Linked DNA regions of Mus musculus: region 1 is linked to region 2. A link is a contact called in public promoter capture Hi-C data. All regions are on one chromosome and are shown on one strand. The core of a region is the stretch at or near the end of the contact, and the rest is flanking DNA. Distances in the headings are between cores, read along the strand shown. Region 1 holds the start of Wars2 (tryptophanyl tRNA synthetase 2 (mitochondrial)). Region 2 holds the start of Rfxap (regulatory factor X-associated protein).

Evidence for each region. Promoter capture Hi-C pulls out the DNA fragments that hold promoters and counts their contacts.
Region 1: a contact with region 2 is called in a promoter capture Hi-C map of pre-B cells. The contact joins the promoter of Wars2 here to the promoter of Rfxap in region 2. A contact is called at or near these places in 3 of 39 promoter capture datasets (the C10 cell line, cranial neural crest and pre-B cells).

Annotation. Positions count from the first base shown.
Region 1 is chr3:99,138,093-99,143,646 of GRCm38.p6, forward strand. Wars2 (tryptophanyl tRNA synthetase 2 (mitochondrial)) reads left to right here and starts at 2,998. Exons shown (of 6, transcript NM_027462.4): 1 at 2,998-3,096. The coding sequence starts at 3,007.
Region 2 is chr3:54,805,067-54,810,511 of GRCm38.p6, forward strand. Rfxap (regulatory factor X-associated protein) reads right to left here and starts at 2,725. Exons shown (of 3, transcript NM_133231.2): 1 at 2,133-2,725; 2 at 294-401. The coding sequence starts at 2,609. It also overlaps the pseudogene Gm10254.

The DNA of each region.
Region 1 (5,554 bases), core at 1,748-4,247, about 44 Mb after region 2:
ATGTTGTTATAAAAACAAAGTACAAAACTAAATAGAACTGGCTCTAGTAGGCTTTGTGTTTTTTTTTTTTTTACTTTCAGTTGTTGCTTCTGCCTGTTAAAAGAATCCCTATCTTTTTTTAAACCTTAAGTCATATAACTTGATAAAATAAAATTTAGACTTAAAACATATATTTGCTCTGTGTAAGATTCTTTCCTAAGTGATTGGAGAAATGTTAAGATTCATGACTTTTGGTAGTATAATAAATACTGTATAGTCTTTGTCTGTGCAACAACTCAGCTGAGTGACACCTTGAGTTACAAAGTTACCACTATGGTGCAGAAAAAAATAAACTCTAACAACATCTTACAGTCTACAAATAATAACCTCAAAGTACTGTAAATGCATTGATGATGCATTAACAAAAAGTAAATCTTTTACCAAGACTGAATCCAGATTTTTCTGTTGCCTCGTTTTTGTAATCTGTCTGTTGTATAAGTTTGAATCTGTGCACATGTGAATGATGTCATGAGAATCTATCCCTGTGTCTGTGTGTCCCTAGCAAAAGGCTTTTGCTCTGTATTTATTGAAACAGAAAAGCATCTCATGGGGAAAATATGGATACTTTAACAGAATCTTTAACAAAATTTTACAAAGGATGGGACTTTACTGATTCCAAGTGACCCAGCTAGAAACAAAATCCATCAAGCAATAGCTACATGCTGCTTCCAGCATTTGTGGTGGATTTGTTGTGAGGTTTCGTTCAACCGATTTGTTGCTTTAAACAAATGACTACCATATAACGTACAGAGACATATATGCTTTGCTCTGTAGGTCAGAGGCATGGAAGGGTATGTATCTTAATATTATAGCAAAGCATTAGCTCCAGTTATAAAGGTTGATTGCCTGGGAAATACGAGGCAAATAAGGTTGGTTATTACATTGTTCTCTTTTTTATTTTTTGGAATTATATCATTTCCTCTGTCCCTTGCTCTCTTAAAGGCAGATTAAACAGGCTCAGTACACAGAAGCATAGCAATCTTTATTGACTTCAAGGGGTATTATTAACTTATCTGTGAGGGCCAGCAAAAGTATGTAAGGGATATTTTCATAATAATGTAAGAGATGTTTTCCTAATAATGAGTCACAACAGCAAATGATTTATTCAAACATTATGGTATTGAAGGCGAGTATTGATAAAGTGTCTTTACTGAGAACGTGTCCTGGAGATATCCCCCCCCCCCATTAAAATGTTACCAGTACTAGATAGGCACCTGGGCAGAAGACTCTGAAAATGCACTGGCATCACTGGCTTGATGCCAGGGTTTTTTATTCTGCAATCTGGATAGCTAAGAACATTAGAAGTCTAATGTTAACTCCTGGGGTTATAATCTAATTAATTATATAGCTATGCAAATAGTAATACTTTGCTTTCTATCTGAAGACTAGACACCTAAGGCATTTATAAAACCCCATGTTACAGTAACCATTGTCTATATCTTCTCTTGACTGGCTTTGTCCTGGGCTTCTGCTACACCATGTGTCTTGGGTTTTCTATTAATTCCTGGCCACTTTATTTCCATTACTCGGCCACTTTTTATTCTAAATTCAATCTAGTTTATTCAGTTTTTGGAGTCTATTACCATGTTTTGTAGCTCAAGTGTCCCGTTGGCTCTATACTCGGGTATGTAGTCAAAGTGCATTGCACCTGGAAATACATGTGCCTCAAATTTTAACAACAAAATCATATTGTTATGTTCTGCTGAGGGCGGAACCATGGCTTCTTCAGCTTTCTCCACCTCATACCTGTAATTCCTTCCCTGCTCACTTCCAGTTACTCTGGAACAATTGCATGCTTCTAAGATTTTATTGTATGACTGGAGTTTTATCTTACTTTAGATTTCAACTCCTCGGGAGTACAGGCATCTCAAATACAGCTTACTGCCTATGAATCTTTGATAATTTCCAGTATGTGTTTCTTAGACTAATATAACCAATGCAATGGGATTGTGTCAAATCTGCTCTTTATATTTTTTACTGATTTTTAATCTGAGAGTTTTCAGTTCACTGAGAGAAGTCATCATCTTTACACAAAACATCTTCCATCAAGCATCACTGGTGTCATTGTTACTGAACCTCCGCGGAGCACTGCAGCTCTAAGCATTGTCCACTCTGAACTTGGTACTTGCTTCTATATCACCTCGTCAGTATGCATAATTCATTCTCTGAACCCATGAGACCCCACACTTCCGGAAGGCAAGGTACACACATATCCATCAGTGTTTCACTCAGGGCACTAGAGTAAAGTTGCAGACCCGATGACCAGCATGTAGGTCTCAAAAAGTCATTTATGGTCCTCTAAGAGAAGCAGGCTTCATTCTTAAGAGACACGAATGGAAAGCTGCATCTGGAAGCTTGATTAAAAAACAAACAAACAAACAAAAAACTACATGACTTTTTCCTGTAAGAAATAAGTCAATGGAGGGAAAATGAAATAAACCCAGTTCAACTTCAAAACTGTGAGAGCTGACGTTTATTGGTCTAAGGTTCAGTATCAATGAACACAGGATAGCAAGTCATGTAGTTTTGTATTAGAGAGCAGGTGGTGAGACATGGCTTTGCCAGAATCATTGACTGCTTTTCTTCGGAACTGCAGGGTGAGAAATTACCTATTTTTTTCCACCTTTGGTCTCCAAGGAAATCCGAAGGTGCTAGGATTCCAGGAGCCGTGGGTCTGTTTTTAGCCTTCGTTTAGGGTGGGTGATTTCCTTTACTTCCACGTCTAAAGAGCAACAACTCATTTCTTGAGTCTCCCTCAAGGAAGCTGGCACAAAGGAGAAGATGGTCGGGAAAACACTAAAGCCTAGGGCCACCTATTCCAAGGCGCACCTGCGCTGCAAACTTAGGAAACATCGGTACTGAGCTACTTTGGCCAGCGGCAGCCCAGAGGACAGGCGCATGCGTAGTAAGCACAACTCGGCTCGCCCGCAGACGTCATTCCGGGCCGGCGGCCCCGCCCTTCTCAAGATGGCGCTGTTCTCTGTGCGGAAGGCCCGTGAGTGCTGGCGCTTCATCCGGGCACTTCACAAAGGACCCGCAGCAACTCTGGCTCCCCAGGTAACCCGAGCCGGTCTTCTGCTTTAGGTCTCCGATCCTGCGAGCGCCTTCCCGCTCCCCTTCCCTTCCGCCACTTATTTCTCCCTTCCTGCTTCCTGTAAAGAGCCCTCCACACTTTCTCTCCGAGGTCCACTAGCCTATGACTGTCCCCAACTCAGACCACAGCGACGTTGCACACATGTGACCGCAGGAGGTGCTGCTGCTGGAAAGCACACGCCGCCGGGCCGCGTGGCCAGTGTTGCCTGGCAACGCAGGAAGCCATCTCCTGAAAGAGTGTGACGTTATCAGAAACTTAGTTGCTCTGCGATCGATCGTTCTCTTGCGCACCGTTCTGTTACGTTTTTAGCCTCCTCCCCCTTACAACTTCCCGGGGTGCAGCGGAGAAATCAGAAAAGTTTTCTTAGAATTGGGTTGTTTAGGTTAGTGCAGTAGCTAGCGTGTGGAACGCGAGCAAGAATCGGTGCTCGGTGATCCTTAGGCGCCTGCATCTACCAGGCCCTGTAACCAACAGCAACAAGCTGCCGAGGTACTTCATAGTGTTGCTTGCCTGGCAGCACTGCGATTACCACGACTGAGCTGATGAGCATGATATATTATGTCGAGCCCCGCCACATTTGCATTTTATCCTCAGAGCCAAAAGGTGTTGGGGAATTTGCTTTGTTCTGACAAGCACAAAACATCCCAGAATATATCAGTTTGACATAGATGATCTCGGAAGTCTTGTCTGAGAGCGGGAAGGAAACTTGAACTTCTGTGATGAAGTAATTTTTACACATTGCATATTCATAGCCATTAATGCACAGATATGACATGAGGGTGTCATGTTGTAACTGATGTATTATTGGAAAGCTTTCTGGCCTGGTCCTAAAAGTTCCTGGCTTTTTCTAACATTTGCTAGCTGTGTTACAGAACCAGTTGTAATCCTCTGGGCAGATGGAATAGAGGGAGAATTGGAGTGATTGGCATGTTGATGTACTTCCAAGACTGGAAAGCTTATGGGTTCATGACTATGAAGGTAAAACATAGCCAGCAAGAGTAGATGAAACTAGCATGTAATATTATATTTTGAATCATCCCACAAGTTACTCATTCTCTGAACTTACTTTTTTTTTCTTTAATGTAAACTTCACAAGATTCTTTACGAATAAAAGACACAATACTAGAAATTCAGCAAACAACTATTCAAATGTTACTTTACATTTTAAGAAACAGTGTTAGTTAAGAATTGATTCCGGCTTTAATCATCAAATGTTGTTTTTCTTGAGGTTTGGGAATTTCATTTTTTGGAATCTGATAGGCATATTAATGTGTATACAACCAAGAATATCTAGGACAGATTACTGTTTTTAAACCCTTGATTTCACTTTAAATATAAAGAATTAAATGTTAAAGTTAGTTTCTGCAGTGTTATAATGCATATCAGTTAAAAATGATAGCATGAAAGATTAAGGCAAGCCCAGTCTGGTGGCAGAGGCCTGGAATCCCAGCTATTCTGGTGGCAGAGGAGGAGGGGAGGGGGTCACAAGTTTAAAACCAGCCTGGGTGATTAAGTGAAATTCTTTGTCTCAAAATAAAAAGTGAGAGGATAGCTAAGTGGCAGGATGCTTGCTCAGTACACATGATGATGCAGGTACCAAAGCACTGATGAAGTTCTCCTGAAAGACTGATGGAAAAGATTAAACACTGTGTTCAGAATATGATGGCAGCAGTGTTTGCACAGAAGTGTTTACTCATAGGAAGAAAGACTGGAAGGAAAACAACCATTTTTGATGGGCTTTGTTCATCCTAAATAGTGGATTAAAAGTAATTGAAGCGTGCTTTAAGCCTTTGTTTTTGTGTGTTTCAAATTGCAGATATATCACTTTTATAACCAGGAAAATTTAAAAGCATAAATCTTCCTACAAACCTATAGTCACTGATGCTGTTTGGGCATTTTAAGTTTCTGAAAGAGATACCTGTCCTCTATGGCCATTATTAAAGTGGCCTTGGAAAAGGACTCCTAAAAATTTATGGCCACTCTTCCTGTGTGTGTCTTCTTTTTCTATTGAAAAGCGTCCTTTGAAGTCAAAGGGATTTTGTGAGCAGATGCAGAAATATGTGAAGAAAGAATTGGATTCTCAAACCAGATGCACTGGACATTTTTATGACATCTCATAACCTTTGTAAAAAACAAAACATTATTTTGTAAAAGCATATTATAATAGAAAGACATGCGTATTTATCATATAGGTGGTTTTATGAAACCAGGGGATGGTTAGGTTACTTGGTTATTGATTTAGGCTGTGCACTTGCCCCCTGAGGTGGGAGCAGACACGGATGAGCCACGGTGGGTTTTTGTTGGAAACTGACTGACTGAATGTATTGTGAACCTTAAGTTGTTTTAATGCTCTGCAAAAAATCTTTTTAACAGCATCTTGGTTAAGAAGTGTGGCATTAGTAAGAAGTGAAATGTATTTAC
Region 2 (5,445 bases), core at 1,475-3,974:
AGTTGTATATTAGAGACCCTTATAAACTATTAGTAGTTGTATCTCAGTGCCTTTACAGTACTATTCCGTGTACTTAGAGTCTGTTTTAAAAATCTCATCTTGCTCAGTCAAAGGTCAGTCAGTGAAGAAAACAGGGCTAAAGGTGTTCCTTCCACTGCAGTCCAGGAAGGGGTAGGAGGGGTAGGGTGTGAGGTTCATTGTGTCCAGTGACACAATGCAGTTCTGGAAAAACAGTTCCACTGAAAACAAGCGGTTTTCACTAACAGATCTACAACCACTCAACAAGCACTTACCAGTCTTTTCTGATTTAACACTTGCTCTAGAAGAGTAGGTCTTGCAGGGCGATCACCAAAGGATCCTGTTCTCTGTTTGACAATGGAGAGTATGTTGTCTGTGCTTTCCTGGGATCAAAGATAAACATTTAATACGGTGTTGTAATCCACAACAGCAGGTATTTCAGTGATAATGAACATCTCTCTCTTTGATCTTTCTCCTTTTTTAGGTTCAGGTTCTGTGGAACTTTAGGAAGGCCTGTAGATAAGTCACAGGTACTGGCAGTCATTTCTAAGTAAATGCCCTCCTCCCTGCAGGCACCCTCCTCCCTGCAGGCTTCCCAATCTAGGATCTGCAGTCTCTTGCAAGGTCTCAAACTGAAGCTATTTGGGCAGAGGGGAAGTTTAAATACCTGTGGCCTGTTTTCACTGTTGCAAGAGAATGACAAGTGACACCGAAATCTCACACGGAGCAATCTTTAGTCCAAACAGTCTGCCTGCTTTTGGACAAAATAAATTAACTCAGAGGCAATCTACTGCTAATGAGATACTGGATTCATACCTGATTCACACCCACAAGAAGAGAGAGGCAGTAAAATACTGGTTACAGAAGCAAACAGCTTTCAGAGTAAACTGGGTGGAAGGGGCTAGAAATCACAGCTAAGAGGCCACCACTACAGAGCCAACAGGCAAATTCTGCAACAGCAACCTGTCCCCGAGACACTGAATCCCATTTCAAATTAGTAATGCTTAATCCCATATATGAATGAATCTAAACACTGAACTTCTCCTCACATAAAAGAATGCTGCTGAAGTTAAGTGAAACACTCTGCCTCTGGGAAAGCTTTGGCCTTTTATCTACTGGCTTCCGAGTTGTCTATTAAAACATCCGCGTCGCACCTTTATCGTGAGATGCTTAGCAAACTTTTGTTATAAGAAGGTTTCCATACATACATGTTTTAGGTCTCAAAATATTAAAAACTCTAAAAGAGGATTCTAGTATCACAAAAGCGAAGATTTTTTTCTTCTTCTAACTCTCCCCAGTTACCCTATTTATAGGACCGCTTCCTTTACATACACAGTACATGGAATGCTATAGCTGACTTGACTGTAGAGAACCTTATGTCTTCACAACTCCAGGCCTTGCACTGTGTAGGTAGGATAATGCTAATACCACAAAAATCAGACGTTTATAGTAGCAATAATTTTGAGTCATCTAGGCCAAACTTCCACAAATGTTAGAAGTTCCCCTTCAAAAGGAACTTCTGTGGTAAGGAGTCTTTCTACTTTTTACGGGTTTTGTTTTGTTTTTTAAACAGCTCTAATACTTAGGTGGACTTTGCTGGGTCTGAGCTGAAATGCACACCACTTATAATTTTCACCTAACCAAAATAAATCCGAAGAAACACTAATTGGGCATTATCTTAAGGGCAAAAGACGAGGGAGCCGAGACTTAAGGGAGATGAATAATGGACCTAAATACAGACAGCTAGCAGCAGAAGCCCAATTGCAGGGCACTGGCGTCTCTCTTCCAAGCTTGACTTGAATCAAGCAACCGAGCAACGCCCATGTGTGCTGTAAGTTACTACCCCACTGTCAATCCAACTTTTCTCAGGGGCCAGGGAGTCTAAGAAAAAAAAACAAAGTCACCAAAGTTACAGAAAACCAACAGGGTGTGTCAATGTGCCGGATGCCTCGGGGTAGACACTGGGAAGGGTTTACTAAGGAGAGGTGTAGATCACCTCCAAAGTGCCCATGTCAGCTGGAGCAGAGGATGAGCCCTTGGGGAGACCCTGAGTGTGTACCAAGTAGGTTGGCACCCATCTGCCCTGGCCCCGGGGCCCCGAGGAGCAAGCATACCTCCAGTTTGACGTTGCCTGTGCTGGCCGCGGACGGGCCGCCAGAGCCCAGTGCCTGGTCGCTCTTCTTCTTCTTGTACTTGTCCTTGTACATCTTGTTGCGGTGCTTCTTGCACATCCAGGGCTTGCGCTGCTTGGCCACCTGGCTGGTGGTCTCGCGGCAGCCCTCGTACGTGCAGGTCTTGGAGCCTCGCCTGCGCGCTGCGCCGCCACCCTCCGCGTCCTCGTCCTCCAGCTCCTCCGGGCTGGCCGCACTCTCGCCGCCGCCCGCCGGGTCCGATGTGTCCAGCAGGTCGGCGTCGTCGTCCCCCGCCTCGTCCTCGGCGTCTGCCGCCGCCTCACTCCCCGCCAGGCCCGGCCTCAGAGCGCCGTCCGCCTCGGCCTCGTCCTGCCGCATCACCAGCACCGTCACCGGAGGGGCCGTCCGGGGACTGGCGGTGCTCGGCCCCGAGCCCTCGGGCACAGCCTGCGCCTCCGTGCTGCCGCCCGAGCCCGGGTCCGCCACCGCGGCCCGTCAGCTCTTGAGAAACACAACCGTACTCGACAAGCGGCAGCCCGCCGCACGTCCCGGAGCCGAACCGCCAGCACTGCACTGCGCGTGCGCCGTAGCGGTCCGCGAGCCTCTGCTTGGGAACGGCGAGAGGGGCGGGGTTGAGCAGGTGCGAGACAGAACCGACTGCGCCTGCGCGGCGGCCATCCGCAAGCGATTCCTAGGTGCAGGCTGACCAAGAACCCGGCTGACAGCCGGTCGTGGTGGCGCATGCCTTTAATCCCAGCACTCGGGAGGCAGAGGCAGGCAAATTTCTGAGTTCGAGGCCAGCCTGGTCTACAAAGTGAGTTCCAGGACAGCCAGGGCTACACAGAGAAACCCTGTCTCCTTCCAGGCGGGGCGGAGCGGCTGACAGAAGTCCCGATTGCGCATGCGCAGCTGTCCTCCGCTCGCCTGGCGCTCACCAGTTGGAAAGACTGGAGAATGGAGACTGGAGGACGGCCAGGAGACACTTTCTGCCTGGACCCATCCTCCCTGACGGGTTCAAAACGCGTCTCTCCTGGAACGTCTCTGGATAGATTAGGTTCCCGAGAGGCCTGAAGAGGAGTTTGAAACAACTCGAGGAGGAAACGGTTTATTTGGCTAATGCATCCCAGTCAAGTCCCATGGGGACATGGAGGAAAGCTTGCTCACAAGCTCTGGTTCGCCTTAGGGTTTCTACCCAGTGCGGACGCTCCTGCCTTTTCTGACATTCCCAGTAATGAGATTGTTGACTCATGTGACAGTTCTGTTTTTATTTTCCCCACAAGCTGCTCTCTGTCTTCCATAGTGGGTGCTCGGGTTGGCGTTCACACTAGCAGTGTAGGAGAGGTCCCTTTTCCCGTATTCCCCCAACCCCCGCCAGTGCTCGATAGATATCTTATCTCTGATAATAACCGTTTCATCTGGGATGAGATAGATAACACTGTTCTTCAGGATTAGGGATGTATATTACATACACCTGTTGGTCTTTGCATGCTTTCCTTTGTGAACCAACTACATCGCCCATTTCAATAGGATTATTAGGTTATTATTATTGTTATTACTTATTTTTATTACGTTTGTTTGAATTCTTTTCTTTCTTTTTTGTTTGTTTTTGTTTTTTTGAGACAGACAGGGTTTCTCTGTATAGCCCTGGCTGTGCTGGAACTCACTCTGTAGACCAGGCTGGCCTCGAACTCAGAAATCCACTCAGAAATCCACCTGCCTCTGCCTTCCCAGTGCTGGGATTAAAGGCGTGCGCCACCACGCCCAGCCTTTGTTTGAATTCTTTATTTGTTTGTTTATTTATTTATTATATGCAAGTACACTGTAGCTGTCCTCAGACACTCCAGAAGAGGGAGTCAGATCTCCTTACGGATGGTTGTGAGCCACTATGTGGTACCTTTGGAAGAGCCGTCGGGTGCTCTTACCCACTGAGCCATCTCACCAGCAGACATTCTGATGTTAACTACTCATCAAATGTAGCTTGCAAACATTCTCTCCCATCTTCGACACGGTGGGAAGCATGGCAGTGTCCATGGTGCTGGAGAAGCGGAGAGTTCTACATCTTGTTCTAGGGCACACAGAAGACTCCCAGGCAGCTAGAAGAGTCTCAAAACCCAACCCCAAAGTGATGCACTTCCTCCAACAAGGCCACACCTTCTCCCACATAGCCACACCTCCCAGTAGTGCCATTCCCTGGGCCAAGCACAGTGAAACAACCACATGCACTAATCTTAGAGCTCACTGATTGGTTAGTTTGACAAACTCTGTAAATCCAGCAGTAGAACCTGCCCCATTCCTAGGGTTGCAGACATGTATGACCATGGTGGGCTTCCGAATGGGTGCTGGGATGAAATTGTGGTCCTCATTCTTGGAAGGCAGCATGTTACCCATTAAGCTTTCTCTCCAGTTCTCTCTCTCTCTCTCTCTCTCTCTCTCTCTCTCTCTCTCTCTCTCTCCCTCCCTCCCTCCCTCCCTCCCTCCCTCCCTCCCTCCCTCTCTCCCTCCCTCCATGTTTCTCTCTGTCTCTTTCTTAGTGAGGTCTTGGGAATAAAATGTATGTTATAATGCTTGCAAGGTAAACTCTTGAGCAAGGAAGCCACCTCTCCATCTTACTGTCACAGATTTTTACACAACTCTGTTTTATCTATCACGCACCTAGTTTATAAGATTACCTTTATCCTAGTATTGTTACAAAAAGGCTTCATTTTTTGTACCACTTACATTTATCTTTGATTGCAGGGTAATTCTGGATTTATGCCATTTAACTTTTTTTTTTTAAATCAAACTTGTTTATTGTTGCTTTTTGCCATCTGGTAGCATTTTACACACAGGCTTCGATCTTCAGAATACCCTGGATTCAGTAGAAAAACCTTTTAAATGAAGTTTTTTACAATAGAAACTTCTCAGCAGTCAAAATTTGGACTGTAAAAAAATACATGCAAAACATACTTTTCTGAAAACACTTAACTTTGAACAAAGCACCGAACTACACAAATGCAGAATGAAAACAGCATTTCAACTCCACCAAAAGTAGTCATCATAAAAGGTGTAAAAGTCACCTAACTTCACTAGGCACTGTTCACTTTTTAAACAGGAGACAATAGAAAATATTGTCCACAAACAATATCCCAGCTCTATGGCAGGTTTCAGAAAGTCTTCAACTTCATGCTTTAGTAGCGACAAGGTGAGTAGGATCGTGATCGAGAACGTGACCTGTATCCTCCACGACTGTAGTAAGGAGAAGATGACCGTCTTCTGTAAATCTGATCCCTGTCTTGAGCTGCTCTCCATCCACCTC